3 separate regions of the Rattus norvegicus genome follow, and regions 2 and 3 are each linked to region 1. Evidence: chromatin contacts called from public Hi-C data. All regions are on one chromosome and are shown on one strand. Each heading gives the region's core, a stretch centred on a gene start, on an enhancer-like site or on the middle of the called end of the contact. The rest is flanking DNA. Distances are from core to core; before and after follow the strand shown.

Region 1 (3,847 bases), core at 456-2,955:
CTCAGAGTAACAAGTAGGTGGTGGTGGTTGTTGTTATGGTTTGGTTTTTTTTTTTTTGACTGTTAGGTAGAATGGAAGGTGGTCCCCAGAGTGACCAAAAGCGAGGTTAGAGGGTGGGGACGTTCACCCTCAGCTCCCGTGGAGGGGAGAGGTAGAAGGTAATCAGTTGTGTGTACACGGAAGCTTCTGCAAATAAAAACCGGTAGGGGCAGAGTGCAGAGGGGCTGAGATAAGCCGGCCTTTGGGCGACACCTAGGGAGGGCACTGGTTCCCACACGCCTTGCCTTGCCCTGGGTCTATTTCTAAGGGTCACTGTTCCCTGAGTGACATTCTTTAGAGTAGCAGTTCTGTCCCACCACACTGTGCAGAATGAACTGACCCAGAAGGGGGTCTGTGGGAAGGTCAGACGTGCTGAGGTGCTGCAGTCAGGCCATCTCCAAACGCAAGTACAATCAGAACTGCGCAACCCCGGGTGAGAGGCAGGGGTCTGCCACAGGAGTGACCGCTTGACTGTGTGAGGAAAGCCACTTCACCGTCAGCTCCGTTCTGAAAAAGGATGCCACCTTCACAGAGCACCAGCCGGGCTCACACAGGGTGGCATGAGCCAGCCCCCAAATATGTTGAGGGCAAAAAAAGCAATCGGCAGAAGAAGGACAATGGGTATGGCACTGGGGGAACACCAAGAGGGTTTGGAGATGAAAGGACCTATAGCTAAGTGTGGCAGCCTCCCTCAATCCCCACGCCAGAACTGACTCTTGCAAGGTGTCCTCTGACCTCCACACCTGAGCTGTGACTGGGACCACAGTTTTTCAAAAGAGCAAGTTGCAATCTCTGAGTTTGAGGCCAGCCTGATCTACACAGCAAGTTTCAGGACAGCCAGGGCTACACAGGAAACCCTTTCTAACAAACAAACAAACAAACAAACAAACAACAAAACAACCCAACCAATTAACTAGCTACTAAATGAATAGGTAAATAAATAAATAAATGTAAAAAAAATTAAATCGCTTTTCTTAAGTATTTGGTCCAAGCAATAAAAAGCCAACATAGTTTCTCACCCTTTGGAAGGAATCAATTAAAATGAGAGGAGGTATTTTAAGAAAGATCCAGGGTTGGGGATTTAGCTCAGTAAGGGTTGGGGATTTAGCTCAGTGGTAGAGCGCTTGCCTAGCAAGCACAAGGCCCTGGGTTCGGTCCCCAGCTCCGAAAAAAAGAAAAAAAAAAAAAGGAAAAAAAAGAAAGATCCTAGGGCTGGAGGGATGGCTCAGTGGTTAAGAGCACTGACTGCTCTTCCAGAGGTCCTGAGTTCAAATCCCAGCAACCACATGGTGGCTCACGACCATCTGTAATGGGATCCGATGCCCTCTTCTAGTGTGTCTGAAGACAGCTACAGTGTATTTATATAGAATAAATGAATAAATCTTAAAAAAAAGAAGGAAAATCCCCAAAATGAGGTTTGGGGGTGAATGCTTCTGTTCCCCATGCCTGACACTGCGCCCAGGTGGCTGTCTCCAGTATTTAAGGGCAGGAAGGCCTTCCATGAATTATCCAGCTCTGACCAAGGGATCAGGGGACCTTGGGATAGATACATTTTAGACTATCAGAGACTGGGTTGTGGGTGAGTCTTGGCTTTTCCCATGAGCTGTGACCTTGAAAGAAACATTGAGTAAGTCTTGGCCTGCCCTGGCTTCTCTGGACAGCAGTGGCCATTGGCTGAACCGAAATCTCTAATCATGAAACTTGGCTGGATCATTACTAGGTGGCCTTGGTGGAGGGATCCGAAGTCCGCTCAGGGCTGAGAGCGCCACCTGGTGACCGACCTTGTAAGTAAGCTTGTGGCTTGGTTCTAGGTCCAGAAAGCAGGGAAATTATTTCTTATTTTCTCTGTGCCCCCTCTTCCCCTTGTCTGATGGCTAGTCTTGATCCTCAACTTCACACAGCTCAAGCCTGACAAGAAGGAATTTTAACTGAAAAAGTGTTTCCTTCCTACGGCACCTGGGCACATTTGTGGTGCGTTTTCTTGATTAACTGATGAAGGACCGCCTAGCCCACTAGGGGCGGTGCCATCCCTAGGTAGTGGGGCCTGGGTAAAGCTAACATGCAGCAGAGTTCCTTGGCCTTCTACTTTAGGTTCCTTTCTTGGCTTCTCTCAATGATGGATTTCAAAGCATAAGCTGAAAAAAATAATCCTTTCCCCCTCAGTTTGTCTCTGGTCATAATGCTCACAATAGTGACCAAAAGAAGCTAGAACACTGTCCCTTTTGTTTTTTGTTTTGAAACTGGTTAAGTACCTCAAATTCCTCATCCTCCTGCCTCAACCTCCCAAGTGCTATGTATGCATCATGTCCAGCTGAAACATGTTTATAATTCCAGTTTAGACCTGTAAGGACTGGTTTTAGTCTCTTTGTTACAAGGACAGGTTTTAGTTTCTTTGTTGCTTGGAGTGTTTTTTTTTTTTTTTAAGCTCCTTGAAATGTATGTTTTAAGTTTATCTTTTGCTGTTTCTTTTAAAACTTATTTATGTGTGTGTCAGAAGTGGGCATGGTCTGATCATCTGAAGCTGGAGTTACAGGCGGTTCTAAGCTGCCTGGATGTGAACCAAACTCCAGACCTTTGGAAGAGCAACACCTGCTCTTAGCCACAGAACCCTGTCTTGCCTTGCCGGATGCTTTTAAGTTATTTTATCAGAGTCTTACAAATGCTACTAAGTTGCAACCCTAGCTCTTTAGAAATTGATAATTTGGTTTTTGTTGGTTTTGCTCTTTTTTTTTCCCCAAGAGAGGGTTTCTCCTAGTGGTCCTAGCTGGCCTAGAACCCTCTCTAGGGACCATGCTGGCCTTGAACATTAGGGTTTCACTTATCTCAGCAGGAATTTTAAAGGCATAAGACACCACATGGAGCCTTTAAATTGTTATTTTGAGGAGCTGGAGAGATGGCTCAGCAGTTAAGAGCACTGACTGCTTTTCCAGAGGTCCTGAGTTCAAACCCCAGCAACCACATGGTGGCTCACAACCATCTGTGTTGGGATCTGATGCCTTCTTCTGGTGTGTCTGAGACAGCTTCAGTGTATTTACATAGAATAAATAATTAAATTGTTATTTTGAAACAGGGCCTTGCAATGTAGCCCAGGCTAGCCTCAAGCTTGGACCCCTCCTGCTTCAGTCTCTTCCTGCCTTGGCCTCCTGAGAATCTGGGGTTGAAGGGGTGCACCACCACTCCAGCCCTGATGGCTTTGACAACGATGTAAGCATGCACACTTTCCTGCCAGGAGGGCACATGGTTTCCATCATAAGACCTTTCCACCCTGGAGTTTTAACACCTGGCTCCTGAGGCCAGGCAGAGTAACACATAGCTAGCTACAGACTCAGGTACTGCTTGTGAGGCTGAGGCAGGAGGATTATTTGAGCCCATGAGGTTGAGGCCAGTTTGGTCCACATAGCGAGAGCTTAAGTCTAATAAGAGAAGAGAAAGAAAAAACAAAACAAAAACCAAAAAACAGCACCGTCCTACAAGCTTGTGCTGATTCCCAGCCTCCTCAACTCCTTGTAACTCCATCTCAAGGGGATCAGATCACACCTCTGGCCTCTGTAGGCACACACACACACACACACACACACACACACACACACACAAATATTTTAAAAAAAATGTTAAAAGCAAACCTGAAATTCATTATTCAAATGAGGAAATATCAGACACAAAGAAGTTAATTTTTCCAGACAGATGTGAGGCTGTGACAGTTTGGGGGTTTATTTCCCCTCTATGTGCCTCCGTTTCTTTATCTGTAGAATGGGGATGTGAACGCTGAGTGGAGTTTAGGCTCAAAGATGCTGCTGAACCCAGTAAG
Region 2 (3,847 bases), core at 920-3,419, 180 kb after region 1:
GGGAAGAAGAAACAAAGTAGAAAGATTGTTGTAAATGAGCTGTTTCTCGGAGCTGAGGAAGATAAAGGTTCCCCAGTTCTATTGTCTACACCTGGTTAACAGTGTTCACTCATTCTAAGTGAGCGTGTATTCACTCCAGTGAGTGGGGCGGGAGGGTGAAGGATTCAGGGACCCCACCTGTCTCTCTCCCTCTACCTCAGCTCTGGTCTTTCACCCAGCCTATGAACGACTTCACTTTTTTTCTAAAGTTTGCTAAAGGGCCCAGCGGTAACTCCCGTCAGCAAGGGATTCCAGAAGCCTCAGAGGTAGAAGCTGGTGTGTTGCAATATTCCACTCTGGAGTTCCTTCTCTCTCTCCCCGGAGCCCAAGGTTGTTTCCATTACGCTCCTTGAGCGCTTGGCAGGGCAGCATCCCAGGGTGGATTTAGGTGGGGAGAAAAAGAATTAGAATTTATGATTATGCAAAGAACTTCAGGTGACAAAGAAGGGGTCTGAGTAAAAGACAGAAGGGCCCCCACATTCAGGATTTTGGGCACAGAAGCTTGGATAGGAAACTTCCAGGAACAGCCCTACAAAAGGCTTTTTTTCCCCACTTAGGACTCTTCAAAGTGATGCTCTCTCAGAGAGTGCTTGCCCACCATGCTTGGAGCTCTGGTCTTGACCCCGGCACTGGAACAGTAGTTCTGAGACAGAAGCTGTGTTTTTAGGATGTGTCTGCTCTCTTCAGAATCCGAAGTCCTGTTGAGAGATCAAAGCCACTGTTACCCAACTTGTCACAAAAGGTTCGACCCCGGGGTACTTCAGTTCATAAGCTGTACCAATGTTAACCAGTGTCCATGGAGGACAGGAATTGCAGGGACTTGTGTGACATACCACTCTGAGTGGTCTCTCTACTCAGGAGGAACCTGGGAAGGCTGGTGTCAGGGTCAGGGTCTTACAGTATCTGTGACTCACGGCCATTGGGTGATTTTCCTTCATTTTTAATTCTTTTTCCTTCTGTGCAGTGTCTTACCTGAATGTGTAACAGGCAAACCGGGAAGTCATAGGAGGCATGGCCTGGCTGGAGGCAGCCATCTTTGCTGTCACACCAAGATGGGGTGACCATCTATGGAGCTGTCCATAGATAAAGTAGAAGCCTTTACTTAGTCGGTAACTTTCAAGAGAGCCCCACTTCTGAGCAGAGGATTGGAGAGCCAAGCCTTTAGTGCACCAAACCGTAACCCTCGGGAACCTGACAGAGACTCAAAGTCTGGCCCCTCCTCAGATCTATGCTGGCAGTGGTTTGGGTGGGAATCTGTGATTTGTGTTCTCTCAGGCTGTAGGGGATTCAGCCTCAGGCTGGAGCTTGAGAACTGCTGGCCTGGGAGAGAGTTATCCTGACCAGGGTTGGGTATCCAGGCCCAGGCGATTGTTTGGGGAGGGGGCAGCCCTGTACACTGGGGAATACCTAGCTCTCTCTGCTCTCTACTTGGAGATGCCAGGAGCATCCCTTGTCTTCAAGTCCCGATAACCCAGATGTCAGCAGTCCCGAGGGACACAGTTGCCCCTCGCTGAGAAGCGCTGAGCTGAGAGGAAGATCCACGTTCAACGGTTTTTATTTCCAGTGTCGGCAGTTCCGTTGTTTGAGTTGAAACACAGAGGGAGGACTCCAGCCTTCTGTTCCTCTGAGCTGACACCGTGGCCCCGGGCCTCGTTGCTTAAAAATAGTTACACCGTTTAAACTTTCTAACAAAATTTTCCTCTGTAGAAGCTAAACATGGAAAAATCTCAGCCCCAGGGACTCTCGGTAACCTTCTCTTAAGAGCCTGGTTGCTCCGAGTGGGGATTTGGGTGGAAATCTTTGGCCCTCATAAACTGTAAAGTTTGCTGCAGGGTTCTGAGTTCCTCCCACACACCTGGGCCTCCTCTCCCGGGGAGCCAGGTAGCAGGTCCCTGGGGCCCAGCTGTCTGCCCCTGCTGGGGCATTAACCTCGACTCTCTGCTTCCATTGCTGGTGTACCGGTTCTTAGCCCTGTGATTTACTTCTCCAGGTGACCTGAATGTGAGGGGACACAGGGGCTGGAAATAGGGACTTCATGTTGGGATTCTGATGGGCCTGGTTCTATTCTGCCTCTGGCACTGACCTGAATGGGAGCTGTTGGGCAAGTCATCCAGGCACCTGACCATGCTTCAGTTTCTCTACAAGTGAATCAGGCACCGTAGGACTGGGATATAACCCAGTGGTAGAGTGTCAGGGGCCCGTCTCTCATATTGCAAAACCAAGCTGAACCGAACTGAACCCAGGACTTACACAGAAACCCAAGCTCTGTGATATGGTTTGTTTGCTTTTGATTGCAAATTTGGGAATTGAATCCAGGGCTTCACGCACTCTGGCTTCATGCATTCTAGAAGAGAAACTCTACCTCCTGGTTCCACACCCAGACAGCAACGAACGTGGTGTGTGTGTGTGTGTGTGTGTGTGTGTGTGTGTGTGTGTGTGCGCGCGCGCGCGCGCCCACGCTCCTACGTGCATGTGTGTATTCATGTCAGAGGACAACTTTTGGGAGTCAGTTCTCCCTTGGCAGCACGTGTGATTTGGGGATTGAGTTTAGACGATCAGGCTTAGTGTCAGGCACCTTTATACACTGAGCCCTTTTGCCAGCCTCACTTTCTCTATTTCTAGGTTGCATGGGTGGGTTTCTGAATGGCTGCCTCCTTGACATAGTGTGTGAAATGAGGTCCAGCCTCTCGTCTTTCTAGGGACATTAAGGCTATCAAAGGGTGTCATCAAAACCCAGTTTTCCCCCTACGTTCCTACCTCGAGGTGCCGTGGTATGGACGGGGAGGTGGCAAGGGCTTCAGCAAGTTGGAGCTGAGTGGGACAGAGGAACTGACTTCGTTTCCTCCTGGATGAGGCCCCCTCGGCTGATTGGTAGTAAGAAGCAGAGACGGTGCATACACAGGCAGAGAGATGGGGATTCTCACTCTCCATGGGCCAGAAATTGTAGGGCAGTGAGCATTTCAACGTGGTGACGTGATTGGAAGGCTCTTATCTGGCTGCGGCTGGAGCTCAGTGGGCAGAGTGCTTGCCTACTGTGCATGAGGCCCTGGCTTCTTTTCTCCAGAAGGGCCTGAATTGGGAATGGTGCTGGTGCATGCTTAGGACTTGAAAAGTAGAGGCAGGAGAATCAGGGGTTCAGGGACACCCTTTATTACACACCGAAGATTGAGGCCTCTCTCTCTCTCTCTCTCTCTCTCTCTCTCTCTCTCTCTCTCTCTCTCACACACACACACACACACACACACACACACCCTAACAAGAAGGCTGGGAGATTGGCTCAGTGGGTGCCTCCTGCACAAGTGTGAGGACCAGAGTTCACATCACATCGCCAGCATCCAAGTCAGAGCTGGGTATGTAGCACGCCTGCGTAACTTACAGGCAGATCCCTGGGGCTCAGTAGCGGGCCAGCCTAGACTCACTGGTGAGCTCAAGGTTGGTGAATGACCTTGTTTGGAAATAAGGTGGAGCATGATTAAGGAAGGTGCCATGTATCAATCGACTTCTGGCTTCTATGCACCTACACATGGGCACACACACTTGCATGTATGTACACATGTACACACACATGCACATATGTGCACATATGCACACATGTACACACAGATACATATATTCTCTCCCACCCTGCCCTGTCTCTCTGTCTCTGTCTCTGTCTCTGTCTCTGTGTCTGTCTCTGTCTCTCTGTGTCTCTGTGTCTCTCTGTGTCTCTGTCTCTGTCTCTGTCTCTCTCTGTCTCTATCTCTGTGTCTCTGTGTCTCTGTCTCTGTCTCTGTATCTCTGTCTCTGTCTCTCTCTGTCTCTATCTCTG
Region 3 (3,847 bases), core at 879-3,378, 130 kb before region 1:
AGCGTTTTCAAACTGATTTCGTGCCCTCTTTTGCAGTCTGCTGAAAACTTTATGTAGTGTTGCTTTTAAAGATGACCACTGTTGGGGTTGGGGATTTAGGTCAGTGGTAGAGCGCTTGCCTAGCAAGCGCAAGGCCCTGGGTTCAGTCCCCAGCTCCGAAAAAAAGAAAAAAGAAAAAGAAAAAAAAAAAAAAAGATGTCCACTGTATTTCAACATCAAGACAGTGCTTGGGGCAGTGGGTATCGTGCAGTGGCTGTGGACCTTTGAGCATGCCCTGTGCCAAACTGAGAGAAGTTTGTAGGAAGTGCTGGCACTTTAAAGGCTTTGGAAGGTGATAGCGTTTTGTATACTAAAAGGATCCTCTTTTTAAAACATCAGTATTTTATTTTATGTGCGTGGGTGTTTCACCTGAACTTTTATCCATGTATCGCATGCATATGGAAGCCATAAGACACCAGATACCCTGGAACTGGAGCTATAGTTGTTTGCACACCACCCTGTGGGTGCTGGGGACTAAACCCAAACTGTGGAAGAGCAGCCAGCCCATGCTCTTAACTGCTGAGCCGCCTCTCCAGCCCCAGGATCCTACTTCTTCATTGAACCTTTTTGGTGTAACTATCCTTTCCGCTTAATCTCTTATTTTTTATTCTATGTTTCTTGTTCCTCTTGCATGTCTACACATCTGCATGTCAGGAGTACATGTGTTTGAGGCTTGTGCATGTGTGCTTGAGCATGTGGAGACCAAAGGTTGAGGACAGTCGCCATCAGTCATTCTTCCATTTTAGTGCCATGAGGCAGGGTCTCTCAATCAAATTCAGAGCTCACTGATGTGATTCGTTTTGTTAGCCAACGTGCTCTGGGGATCATCTGTCTCTGCCTTCCTAGGCTGGAATTACAGATAAAAGGACATGGCCACCCAGCATTTATATGAGTTCTGGGGGTCCAAACTCCAGTTCTCACACTGGTATAGCAAGCACTTTGACCGCCGACACAGCCCTTAGACGGGCCAGTTTTCTGCCTCTCCACCTCCTTTCCTCTCTGTCTGTTTCTTTCTGTCTCTTCCACTTCCTCTGCTTCTCCCACCCCCCTCTCCTCTTTTTCCCCACTTTGAGACAGTGCAAGTTCTGGTTGGCCTGGAACTCACTGTGTAGACCACACTGGCCTCAGACTCACAGGAATCCCTCTGCCTCAGCTGCCCAAATGCTGGCATTAGAAGGGTGCACGGCCTTTCCCCGTTGCTAAGCTCATTTTCGAAGCTCCAGACACTCGTTGCTTCACGGAAGGATTGGTTCTAGGGGAGCCTCAGGGCAGGGCATGCACAAACCTGACTACCAAAGACCAGGGCACGCTATGCTGGCTACCGCTCCTAGGTTGTTAATTTGGGTAGCACAGTAAAATGCTTCACGCAGCAGAATGCTACAACACACGGCAAGTGCCAGTGCCTCTCAACACGGCCAAATATAGTTGTCTCCACGAGCATCCCCACCGACATGCACTGCACTGTGGGTAATGCAGCTGTATCACTAGGCTATGGGAAGCTCTTAGCACAATTATAATCTCTCTCTCTCTCTCTCTCTCTCTCTCTCTCGTGTGTGTGTGTGTGTGTGTACATGTCTGTGCATTTGTCTGTGCATGTACATGGTGAAGCCAGAGGTCAGTGTCAGATGCCCTGATCTCCCCCCAACCCTGGCTTTTTGAGACATTGAATGTGAGCTCCCCTATTGGGCAGGTAATGGGGATCGAACTCGGGTCCTTCTGCTGCTCAGATGCTTTCCCTGCTGAGCCACCTCCCCAGCCCATCATCATTAGAGTCTTAGGGAACTGCCACATGGTTGCCGAGTCACCACTTACATAACGTATGACCATGTGGTTACTTATGTCACGTATGACCACGTGGTATACATTTATATGTGTAAAATGAGACCTGTGGCTCTGTTACCAGTCTTGGCTCAGGCACTAGCAGCCCCCTGGTGGGCTCTGGGCTCCGTCTGCTGTCAACACAGAGTGACCTTTTAGAAGGAAGTATGACAGAGGCCTCCAAGCTCCGCTGTGACCTCCAACCCACAGTGGAGTCCTGGCAGGAGGATCCCATGGGGCCTATGGACTCTGCCCTCCCGACCCAGCACTGCCTAGCTCCGCTCAGCTGCCCACAGCCCCTGCCCAGCCTGTGCAGGACCTTTGCACTGGCTGCTCCCCCAGCTCCCAACAGTAGAAAAGGCCTCCCACACACACTAGCACCTGCTTCCAAACTTGAAAAGGGTCAGATTTCACTTCCCGTGGAGCTGTGGCCCACAGCCCTGACCCAATTGCAGCTCCTTCCAACCCCGGGGTTTCTAATCTCATCTTACTTCACACTTCTGTTTTTCTTTTTCCTTACACTCTTGATTCTTTAGATGTTCATTTTTGTATGTGTGTATGTGTGGACGCATGTATATGTGGACATGTGCATGTGGGGTTCGGAAGACAACTTGCTGGAGTTGGTTCTCTCCTTCTGCCACATGAGTCCCGGGGACTGAACTCTGGCCCTTGGGCTTGGCGGCAAGTGCCTTGACCTGCTGAACCACATCGCCTACCCCTTGATACTCTTTTAATATGCTAATTGTTTCTCATAGTCATTGTTAATTGTCCATTTATTCCTCTCCACTAGAATTTAAGCTTTTTCAAGAATGGAAGCTTTGTTGTATTTCTCTAAATGTTCAGAACATTGCCCAGTGGGTCACACAGAAACAGCTGTAAGTGAATTGTGGATAAGCAGAAACTGCAGCTCGAGTTATCCTGTCTAGCCTTACTTCTTGTTTTGTCTCTGTGTAGTCCTGGCTGCCTGGAGCGCTCTGTAGACCAGGCTGGTCTCTGGAGCCCTCTGTAGACCAGGCTGGACTCACAGAGATCCACCTGCCTCTGCCTCTTACGTGCTGCATTAAAGGCGTGCTCCACCACACTGGTCTTCAAACTTAGATTGCTTTTTTAAAAAAAAATTCCACCCTTTGCTTTAAGAGCAGCAGAGGAAAAGGAGCCATTTATTTTGTTGTTGTTGGTGGTGGTTTGGTTTGGTTTTGATGGTACTGGGATCAGATCCAGAACCTTGGGCAGGCAGGCAGTCCATCAGGTGCCTAGATAAATCACAGGAAGAAGTCTGTTGTCTAGCTGGGGGACCATCATGTTCACAGTAAACTATTAATGTCACCCTAGGAAAGGTGAGATAGGTTAACCCAGGAGACAGCTGAAGCTCTGCTGTACCCAGATTCAAATGGGGGGGGGTAGAGGTGACACTGCAGTTTAGTGAGTCTCTTTCTCTTATCATTTGATAATCTTGTACAGTTATTAGCATTTCTGCCACTCTCTCTCCTCTCCTTCTCTCACTGAAACCCTTTTCAACAAGTTCCCTTTCCATTTCAGTGTGTGTGTGTGTGTGTGTGTGTGTGTGTGTGCCTGCATGTGAGTGTGTGTGTGTTGTGTATATGTGTGTGTGAGCATATTTATGTGTATATGTGTGTATTTGTCCATGAGTGTGTAAGTGTGAATGTGTTTGTGTGAGTGTGTGAGTGTGTGAGTGTGTGAGTGTGTGCGTGTTCCTCTAGCTCCTGTCTGTTTTTTGCAAGGCACTGAGCTTCTCTGTGGCTTCCTCTGAGAGTCACAATCCACCATCAATCACTGTGGCCACAGAGCCCAGCAGTCTGCCATCATGTACTCTCAGCACCGTGGCTTCTCTCTGCATCTTAAAAGAACAATTGAGTTTTGACTTTTAAAGAAGTGGAAAAAATAATTAAAAGCTAAATAAAAGATAGAAGCAGAACCCAGGGGGCACAGAAGGACAAGCACATTGGAAGGAATATATATTATATATACA

What was found. A called contact is a pair of places that touch in the nucleus more often than the background predicts.
Region 2: a Hi-C map of hepatocytes shows a contact between it and region 1, with 1.9 times the contacts expected there. The contact joins two enhancer-like sites. A contact is called at or near these places in 9 of 12 Hi-C or Micro-C datasets (the A7r5 cell line, the Rat2 cell line, Schwann cells and 6 more).
Region 3: a contact with region 1 is called in a Hi-C map of hepatocytes, with 1.7 times the contacts expected there. The contact joins two enhancer-like sites. A contact is called at or near these places in 6 of 12 Hi-C or Micro-C datasets (Schwann cells, hepatocytes, kidney and 2 more).

Annotation. Positions count from the first base shown.
Region 1 is chr12:44,949,824-44,953,670 of GRCr8, reverse strand. It overlaps a transcript of Pebp1 not described here. Among named protein-coding and RNA genes, the nearest start is that of Pebp1, 12 kb to the left of the region's middle. Within about 2 kb of position 1,705, at least 7 of the 93 cell types and tissues checked have an H3K27ac peak or open chromatin away from gene starts, as enhancers often do. A contact at or near this core is called in hepatocytes and liver, where this site is marked.
Region 2 is chr12:44,774,498-44,778,344 of GRCr8, reverse strand. All of the region lies in intron 1 of Ksr2 (kinase suppressor of ras 2), which reads left to right. Among named protein-coding and RNA genes, the nearest start is that of Ksr2, 72 kb to the left of the region's middle. Within about 2 kb of position 2,169, at least 1 of the 93 cell types and tissues checked has an H3K27ac peak or open chromatin away from gene starts, as enhancers often do. A contact at or near this core is called in hepatocytes, where this site is marked.
Region 3 is chr12:45,081,527-45,085,373 of GRCr8, reverse strand. All of the region lies in intron 2 of Taok3 (TAO kinase 3), which reads left to right. Among named protein-coding and RNA genes, the nearest start is that of Taok3, 51 kb to the left of the region's middle. Within about 2 kb of position 2,128, at least 9 of the 93 cell types and tissues checked have an H3K27ac peak or open chromatin away from gene starts, as enhancers often do. A contact at or near this core is called in hepatocytes and liver, where this site is marked.